Regions from separate parts of the Sus scrofa genome. Here region 2 is linked to region 1. Evidence: chromatin contacts called from public promoter capture Hi-C data. All regions are on one chromosome and are shown on one strand. The core of a region is the stretch at or near the end of the contact, and the rest is flanking DNA. Distances in the headings are between cores, read along the strand shown.

What was found. Promoter capture Hi-C pulls out the DNA fragments that hold promoters and counts their contacts.
Region 2: a contact with region 1 is called in a promoter capture Hi-C map of liver, with 2.4 times the contacts expected there. The contact joins the promoter of NOP53 here to the promoter of DHX34 in region 1. A contact is called at or near these places in 2 of 5 promoter capture datasets (fetal skeletal muscle and liver), 2 of 47 Hi-C or Micro-C datasets (heart right ventricle and liver) and 2 of 2 datasets of contacts at active chromatin or transcription factors (alveolar macrophages and skeletal muscle).

Annotation. Positions count from the first base shown.
Region 1 is chr6:53,129,383-53,133,669 of Sscrofa11.1, forward strand. DHX34 (probable ATP-dependent RNA helicase DHX34) reads left to right here and starts at 1,811. Exons shown (of 18, transcript XM_003127246.5): 1 at 1,811-1,916.
Region 2 is chr6:53,442,101-53,446,917 of Sscrofa11.1, forward strand. It overlaps NOP53 (glioma tumor suppressor candidate region gene 2 protein), which reads left to right and starts at 1,353. Exons shown (of 12, transcript XM_021094646.1): 1 at 1,353-1,613; 2 at 2,040-2,104; 3 at 4,395-4,503. The coding sequence starts at 1,390.

The DNA of each region.
Region 1 (4,287 bases), core at 561-3,060:
CAGCCTCCTCCCCGGTCCCCTTTTTCTCATCTCGAATCCCATATTCGTTCCCTACTTGGGAGCCAGAGGACTCTGTTAAAATCTAAAGTCCATGGAACTCCGCCCGTGGGTCCCAGTTCACTCAGAGTAGAAACCAAAGCTCTTGCTTTGGTGTGTATGATTTCTGCCCCTCCTTTTCCCCACCTCTTTCCCCACTACTCACCCATCCTTCATCCAGACGCACAAGCCAGCAGGCCCTTGAACCCTTGAAGGTTTTTTATGTGGGGGGGGGACAGGGTGCTGTGTGTGAGCAGCATTTGGAAGTTCCCCGGCCAGGGAATGAAGCCGAGCCACAGCAGGGACAAGGCAAAATCCTTAATCACTATACCACCAGGGAACTCCCCGAACCCCCCAAGTTTGTAGTCATTTTGGTGGGAAAGACAGATTAAAAGAAATAGGATGTCAAGCAGAACTGCATTCTTTATGGAGAGAAACAAAGCAGGAAAGGGCTAAGGAGTGATTCTATTTAAAGTAGTGTAGTCAGGAGTTCCCATAGTGGCTCAGCAGAAATGAATCCGGACTAGGAACCATGAGGTTTTGGGTTCGATCCCTGGCTTCGCTCAGTGGGTTAAGGATCCTACATTACCATGAGGTCGCAGACTTGGATCCCGCGTTGTTGTGGCTGTGGTATAGGCGGGTAGCTGCAGCTCCGACCAGACTCCTAGCCTGGGAACCTCCATATGCCACAGGTGCAACCCTAAAAAGCAAAGAACCCCCCCAAAAAAAAGTAGCATAGTCAGAGAAGACATCTCCCAGAAAGTAACATTTGAGCAGAAAGCTGAAAACTGTGGGGCTGCAAGCCATGATAGTCCCTGGGGAGAACATTCTCCGTAGAGGAACCAGTAAACGCAAAGATGACCTCAAGCTAGTGAGGGAGAATATTAACTCAGGTTGTCAGTGTAGGAGCCTGGGCTTCCATGCATTCTTTGATATGGCCTTTGATTAACATTTGTGGCCTAAGGGCTCCAGGGAGTAACATCCCACAGGCCTTGTTTACTACAAGGAGTGTACCTACGCCCAGGTGGATTTTAATCCCTAATCCCCTGTGACTCGGGTTACGGGAAGAAAAGGTCAAAGAAACAATGACATTTATGGGACATTTCCACCCCTAAGGCCCTATTGGACAGGGACTGATATAGGTAATTGAACAAGGCCACTGGGAGAAAGCGACATCTTTCCGGACCCCAGGTTGGTACCCCCCCATCTTTAAGGGATAAAAACCCCTATAGGACAACAGAGAAAGGGGGCTCTTCTCCCCCACTCCCAGCAGCCTGGGAGCTATCTGCTTTCCTTTAATAAACACTTTGCTTGCTTGCTGCGTTTGTGTTCGCGGAGTTCATTCTTCAACTGGATGAACAAGAAGCCAGATTCCTGTATTATCTTTCAGGTATCACTAGGACCTCCAAGACGGAAATCCGGATAGTCAGGTTGTATCACTTATTAGTGACTTCATAGGGTGAATTGTACATTAACAGAATTACGCACTAATAATTACGAACTATAATAAAGAAAACACTCATGGGAGTGTTTCAATAGTGTTTGGGCTCCAGCCAGCTTCCCAGCTGGGCTAAATACCCGGACCTCCGACTGGTCCGGGAGGGCAAGAGGCTCTTCAGGCGAAAGGCAAAGCAAACCACCGTGCTGCCTTTCCCCGCCCCAAGACGCTACAGCTTCCTCCCAGGCTCCGCCGGAAGGGAGGCCGGGCCTGAGAGCGCCGGACGCAGGCGCAGACGGATTACTGGAAGCTGCCCACTGGGTCCTCCCTCTGCGGCGGGGCGGGGCTGGGCTGTGAGGGTGGCGTGCGCAGGCGCAGAACCGGCTTCGGGCGCGTGCAGGGCAGTGGGCGGGAAGTTGAGCAGATCGCTGTGGTTAGTGAGGTGAGCGGTCGAGCGGCTGCGCTGGGTGTTGGTGGTGGCGCCGGGAGTTGGGCTGCGTCCCGGGACAGCTTGGGAACGATGGGAGGGGTAGAGAGAAATCCCGAGATGAGGACATGTGCCCGAGGAGGCCGAACGGCGGGGAGAAGTGGACCGAGATGGAGCCTGAGCGTTCCCTGGGGGTCGGGGAGGCTGAAAGGAGTAGTGTGAGCGGGGCTTAAGTCCTGGGAAAGGAGACGCTAAGGCTTTTTACCAGGAAGCAGCGTTTATTCGTGCAGGCACTGGCTTGGTGGATTAGTATCCAGAGGCTGAGCCCCGAACGGCGCTGCCTTACATACCCCGCTTGTTTTTCCGCTACGTCTAAGTTTCTTTGTCCCTCTTATCAGGAATACTCTTAAGTTTTAGGCGGACAACTGTAGATGCGCTTGCGCTCAGGGATATAGAAGTACGCATGCGTGTCAGATGGAGGCGGTGCAGCACGGCTTCTTCCCTTTGATCTGGGAGGGCACGGCCCCCTCCCGCTACAGTAGAGGCACGAAAAGAATCTTCGACGCATTGAGGGAGCCAAAGCCAGGAAGGTTGAGAGCTGAAAACTAGCGAGGTCCAGAGCAAGAGGCTGGTGGGTCCCAACGAGAGAGGTTCACAGGGACTGCGAGAGGAGTTCCCGTCGTGTCTCTGGTTAAGGAATACGACTAGGAGCCATGAGGTCGTGGGGTTCTATCCCTGGCCTCGCTCAGTGGGTTAAGGATCTGGCATTGCCGTGAGCTGTGGCGTAGGTCATAAACGCGGCTTGGATCTGTTGTGGCTGTGGCGTAGGCCGGGGACTACAGCTCCGATTAGACCCCTAGCCTAGGAGCCTCCATATGCCGCGGGAAGCGGCCCTAGAAAAGGCAAAAAGAAAAAAAAAAAAAAAAGACCAAAAGAAATAGAGGGGAATTTCTGTAGTGACTCAGCGGTAACGAACCCCACTAGTGCCCATGAGGATGTGGGTGCAGTCTCTGGCCTCGTTCAGTGGGTTAAGGATCTGGAGTTGCTGTGGCTGTGGTGTAGGCCAGCAGCTGCAGCTGTGACTTGACCCCTAGCCTGGGAACTTCCATATGCCGAGGGCGCGGCTCTAAAAAGACCAAAAAAAAAAAAAAAAAAGGAAATAGACCCAATAGGATGACAGGTTAATGAAGGAAATAGAGACGAATCAGGAGAGGCCACTGGGTAATAGAAAGATGGAGCCGGTGAAATAGGGAGAACCTGGCAAGAGCTGACAGAGGGATTGAAAAGAGGCAGCTGAGGGATCTGGGAAAGAAAGCAAGAGATGAGCATGGAGGAAGATAGGTGGGAAACGGGAGATACAGCCAGACGAATGAAGAGATTAATTCTGAGGATGCAGAGAGCAAGTAGAACCAAGAAGACAGTGTCAGATTGAAAAATGGAGAATTACACTGAAAATTGGAGATAGGAAAATGAAGCCTGAATCCTCAGATTGGAATTGGTCATCTGCCGCTTACCACTTAATGAAACGCTCTCTGGCTCAGATAATGTTAATAGCACCTTCTTTGGGTTGTGAGAAAGGTGTATATATAGACTGTGTGTGTGTGTGTGTGTGTGTGTGTGTGCATATGCATATAAATACATGAGTGGTTTAGAACAGTACCTGATAAATGGATAAGCCGTAAGTAAATGCTGGCTATTAAAGCTTCAGACAACTGGGAAACAAAATTTTAGGTGGAGAAATGAAGCGGGATGAGGAGATGGTTAGGATGGAGGAGGAGACAGTGATAGAGCCCAAGACGGAGAGTCAGGATAAAAAGAAAGTCACACAGAAAGCCAGGCTTCTGGTTCCGAAGAAAACCAGAAAGTCAATTGGAGAACTCAAGCGAGATGGAGTCAAATGGAGGAAAATCATACTGAAAAAATAGAAGCAGAGTAGGAAAGAATCAGATAAATGAAAAGAGATGGCACCAGGCAGGAAAGGGAAGAGAGAGAAGGGTGATGGGCAAGATGGACCGAAAAAGACCGGAGACCCAAAGAGCCAGACAGGCAAGAAAAGGCAAGCAGAGGAAACCTCTGAAAGCTGTCAGCCTAGGAAATGCAGACCAAGAGATGGCCAGATGGTCAGTGACAGAGTTACAGAGAAACTGGTAGCTGCAGAAACTCGTTAATAGGCGGCCTAAGAGAACATAGACGCCCTTGAGAGTAGCAGGGATGCAGCTCTTTCTGGCCCACGTGCTTGCACAGGCGGCAGCCGAGAGGGATGTGCGCCTCCATTTCCTCGTCTCTGTCGTCTTCTGAGAATCTCTGGCCCACCTGCCTTTCAAGGCCTTTTCCTCTCCCTGCCCTCTGATCGGACGACGCTTCTGGGGCATCACCCAGCCCCGGT
Region 2 (4,817 bases), core at 103-2,602, 310 kb after region 1:
CTCCCCTCCAGGCTCTCCGGGGTGGAGGCCATGACTCAATGCGGCGGGAGCCTGATGACTCAGGCCCGGGCTGGGGGCCAGACCGACATATTTTCCAAAGAAAAGTTTCTCTGGGGCCCTCCCTCCGGGACATCCCTCCCTTCTACCTCCTGCCGCGGGGGCCTGGGAACCAAGCCCTGGGGCGCCCGCGCGCGCGCGCCCCCGCCCTCGTCCACCCAACCTAGGTACACAGCTCTTGACACGTAACACTGGGGACCAACGGGCACTCGGAGGGGAGGAGGGGACGCTGCCCAACAGGACCGCCAAGTGTGCGCTCGCTCACGCCCGGGGGCTCTGGCCTCCGCTCTGCAGCGGACCCCGCTCGCGGTCCGCCGACTCACACCCAGGGCCACACCCACGGCGCCCCGGGACACGCTGGCCTCGCGCCCTTCCCGCCCACGCTCGCGCGGTGGCGCAGCTCCCGGCGCCCCCTGGCGGACACCCTGCAGCAAGGCTGGCTGGTGGCGACTGCAATCCCGGTCCCAGGTGGTAGGTGATCAGGTCTCCAAGGGCCACAATCCGGGCCTATCACCTTCCCGATGCGGAGTTGCGCTGCGTGGCGCCTTCCCGCTCTGTACCTTTTTCCTTCTCGAGTGGAGAACGGCCTTTAGGAGGCTCTCGATCCCTATGGATGGTTGCCAGGGCCCCTGAGCTTCCTTCCTTATTTGTAAACAGCAAAAATTGATTGTAAGATGAAATCTCAGGGAGTGAGGCAGTAACAATAGCTAACAATGAGATGCCACGCACAACCTTAAGGGCTTTGTATGTATTACCCTGTTTTAGCTCCAGAATAACCTATGAGGCAGATGTACCATTACCGCCCCCATTTCACAGATGAAGCAAATGAAGCACTGCTCCGTAGCTTAGAAAAGACTCATTCGGAGCCTGCGCTTCTAGAGTTTCTAACATTCCTCGCATGTAACCTTCTGTGTTCCCAACCTTGACATTCAAAAAGCTCTCGGATTTCCAAGATTCTTAGGGTTGGAACGTGGAAAGACGCATTTTGAGACTGGAACGTGTCTTGTGCCAAATCTGTCATGGTTCTAACTTTTCTTAAGAAAACTAGATTGTTTTGAAATAAAAAAATTAAAAATAATACTCAGATTTTAAAAGTATCCCTGGGCGGCCGGGAGAGGTGCGTCGCTGAGAGCTAGAGCCCCAAACTTACAACCTGGATCTGACCCGAATAACAGAGGAAGAAGGGCGGCCTCCACGCCCCTCTGCGGCTCCAGCCACCTTACCAAGATGGCGGCCACCGGAAGGAGGTCATGGGAGAGGGCGGGGGGCCGGCGCGCGCATGCGCGAAGTCGACTTTCAGGGTGCTGGCGGCCAAGTGCTTCCTTTAACAAGATGGCGGCGGGAAGTAGTGCCGCTGGCGGTGCGCGCTGCTCAAAAAGCGAGGCCGACTCTGGCTTCCTGGGGCTGCGGCCCACTTCGGTGGACCCAGCCTTGAGGCGGCGGCGGCGAGGCCCAAGAAATAAGAAGCGGGGGTGGCGGCGGCTCGCTCAGGAGCCGCTGGGACTGGAGGTCGACCAGTTCCTGGAGGACGTGCGGCTGCAGGAGCGCACGAGCGGGTGCGTGGGGCGGGACTTCCGGGAGCTGAGCCTGGTTCTGGGTGGCGGGGTGCGAGGCCGAGCTGCTGGGGGGACTTCCGGGGGTCAGGAAGCGCGGGTCCCGGCAGCGCTGGGAAGTGGCGGGGATGGGGACGTGATAGGTTTACCGGTTAGAAGACTCCCAGTTAAATTAGAACCTAGGTAAACAACGAATACATTCTAGTATTACTGTGCCCCTCGCCCCCACCCAAGCTTAGCGCGTTTTAAGTATTAAGTTCCGCAAAGTGGAGGGATGGGGCCCTGACCTGGAGGGGTCTCATGGGGGAAGAGCGTGTCCGAATGAGCATAATGGGATAGCTGGGCCCTGAGGGGTTAAATCTGCACCTTCTGCAGCAGTTTGCTTCCTCCCAACTTCTGTGGCTGATATTCTGCGTTTGCATTTCCCAGTGGCTTGATATCAGAGGCCCCGGATGAAAAACTCTTCTTCGTGGACACTGGCTCCAAGAATAAAGGTGAGGAAGGGTGGCATCGTGTGGTCACGATTAGTCGTTATCTAGTTCATCTCAACTTGTGAAAGAATCTGTGTTAATGATGTGGCTTGGGTGACAAACAGCTGCTGAAAAGGGTCTTTACTGTAGACTAGAAGGCCTGGAATGAACAGAAAGCAAGCTAGAGGAGTTCCCTGGCGGCCTAGCAGGTTATGGATCTGGCTTTGTCACTGTTGGGGCGCAGGTCATGGCTGTGGTGTGGGTTTGATCCCTGGCCTACGAACTTCCGCATGTTGCAGATGTGGCCAAAAAAACGCAAGTTAGCAACTACCTTCAAGAACTCATTTTCTTTTTGAGGTTTTGGAGATCTCAGTGGCCAGAGAAGCCAGCAGCAGTGTGCGCCGATGAGTAAATAAGACATAAATTAGGAGGTTAATTTGCAGAAAAGCAAGTCAAGGCTGGGGGGTGAGAAATCAGGCCCGTTTTGGTTAGTGAGGTATGCTTTAAAGAGAACAGAAGGGAGTGCCCATGGTGGCTCATCAGTAATGAATCTGACTAGCATCGCTGAGGACGTACGTTCGATCCCTGGCCCTGCTCGGTGGGTTAAGGATCCGTCATTGACATGAGCTGTGGTGTATGTCACAGGTGTGGCTCAGATCTGGCGTGGCTGTGGCTGTGGTGTAGGCCGGCAGTGTAGCTCCAATTTGACCCCTTGCCTGGGAACTTCCATATGCATGGGTGTGGCCCTAAAAAAAAAAATAAAATAGAGCAGAAGTATCAAGTTGATAGAGAAGGTATGAAACTCGTTTTAACATGCTTGCTTTAATCTGCCAAGATGCAGCGTGGGGACATGCAGACACTAGTGGAGGAGAAGCATGTTAGGGTTTGTTTTGGTGAGTGGCAGGGTTTATTGTCAATGTCTAGAAAAACAGACAGAGTAAGCCATCTGCTTTAAGGAGGGGGTAGAAAAGCTAAGAGGTCCATCTGCTTTCATGAGCAAAAGTCAGGCTGCTATAACAGCAGGATAACCTTTCTTTCTTTCTTTTCCTTTCTTTTTAGGGCCACACCTGTGGCACATGGAGGTTCCCAGGCTAGGGGTCGCATTAGAGCTGTAGCTGCTGGCTTATGTGAGGTCTGCGGCCCACACCACAGCTCACGGCAATGCCGGATCCTTAACCCACTGAGCGAGGCCGGGGATCGAACCTGCGTCCTGGATGTTAGATTCGTTTCCGCTGAGCCACAACGAGAACTCCAGAATATCCTTCTGAACATGAATGAGATCGGTCAAGGGGTCCAGTCTAAGGAAAATGAGGGGATCTCTGAGGAACAGGAATCTTGGCATGAGCCGGTAAGAAAGGGTTAATGAAAGAAGTCAACTTTCACCAACGTAAGTAGATCTGCTTGGTGAACAGCGGGCATGGCAGCAGGTACCTGCCCTGGCGAACAGGTGGGAAGTAGTTACAGATTTTGCTTTGGGTGTAAAAAGAAAAGAAAACAGAAAGGGAGGATGGCAGTGAAGTGCGGTTTCGCAGGGGATCCCAGTACTGGGGCTCCTGAGATGCAGTGAGGACCCTTGAACAGTGCAGGGGTTGGGGGAGCAGAGCCTCCACACAGTCAGAAATCCGGGGGTAATTTTTAAGAGCCCCCTCCCTGTATCCACGGTTCCACATAACGGAATTCAACCCCCGAGGACCGGGCAGTGAGGTAGCGCTTCCTCTGGAAAGAAACCCGCTCGTAAGCACGTGCCCCGTGTGGTTCAGACGGCGGTCGGCCGTGATTACATCTCCCCCCGACCCTGTGAAGGAGGAATCAGACGGTCTCATTTTGGAGGCGCAGAGCAGCCAGGTCACTTTCACGAGGTCCCATGACAGCGGGAAGGAGGTGGGTTTTGTCCTCGAGATCTTTTCAGTCTTGGGCTTAGAAGTCAAGGCAGAAAGCGCTGTTGTGCTGAGAATCGGGTCTTGGGTCCCGTGTCCAGGTCCCCGGGCCTCCCGTGTCACCCGACCACCTGCTTGCTCCTGGTGAGCATTCGTGGCTCTGTGGTCATTTCCCTGCTGCCCCTGGCAGCCCCTTGTCCATGGGGCTGTGGGTCTGGCTCCCTGACCCAGGAAGTGGGTGTGGAGGGAGCGTTGCAGCTTGGGCACCTCGCAGGCCTCTTTCCTCCCGTGGGAAATGGGGTCGGCCCGGGGCCTGCAGGTCCCGCCTGGGTACGGGTCTGGTGGGCGCGGTGGAGCTGGAGTGAGGGGAGTGGGAAGCTGGCCCTGGGTAGCAGGGAGGCCGAGGCTTTGAGCCCTCTCCTTTCTCCTGCCCCCAGAGCTGAACAGGAAGAGGACCAGAAGCCAGAAGAGGTCCCTGCTTCTCAAGAAACCCCTTCGGATCGACCTCGTCCTAGAGAACACATCCAAGGTCCCTGCCCCCAAAGAGTGAGTGTCCCACTACCCCTTCCACACTGGGTCTGGCCTCGTCCCTCTCTGGCCTCGGTCCCCTCTTCTTGGGCCTAAAGGAATTGGGGAGGGGGGTCCTGACCACTGAGGTTGCTGGAGGGGAAGATGGAGTGGGCTTTGGGCTTCGGAGAGCCAATTGGAGGCAGCGAGGCTGGGGCTCAGGGCTCAGGGCTGGGGCAGGCGAGGATGGAGCCTGGACCTGGCCAGAGGCTCGGGGATGGAGAGGAGGGGCTGGCCGGAGCCGTGGTCAGGAGGCAGGCGGGCAGGGCCTAGTGACCAACCCCTGAGGGAGG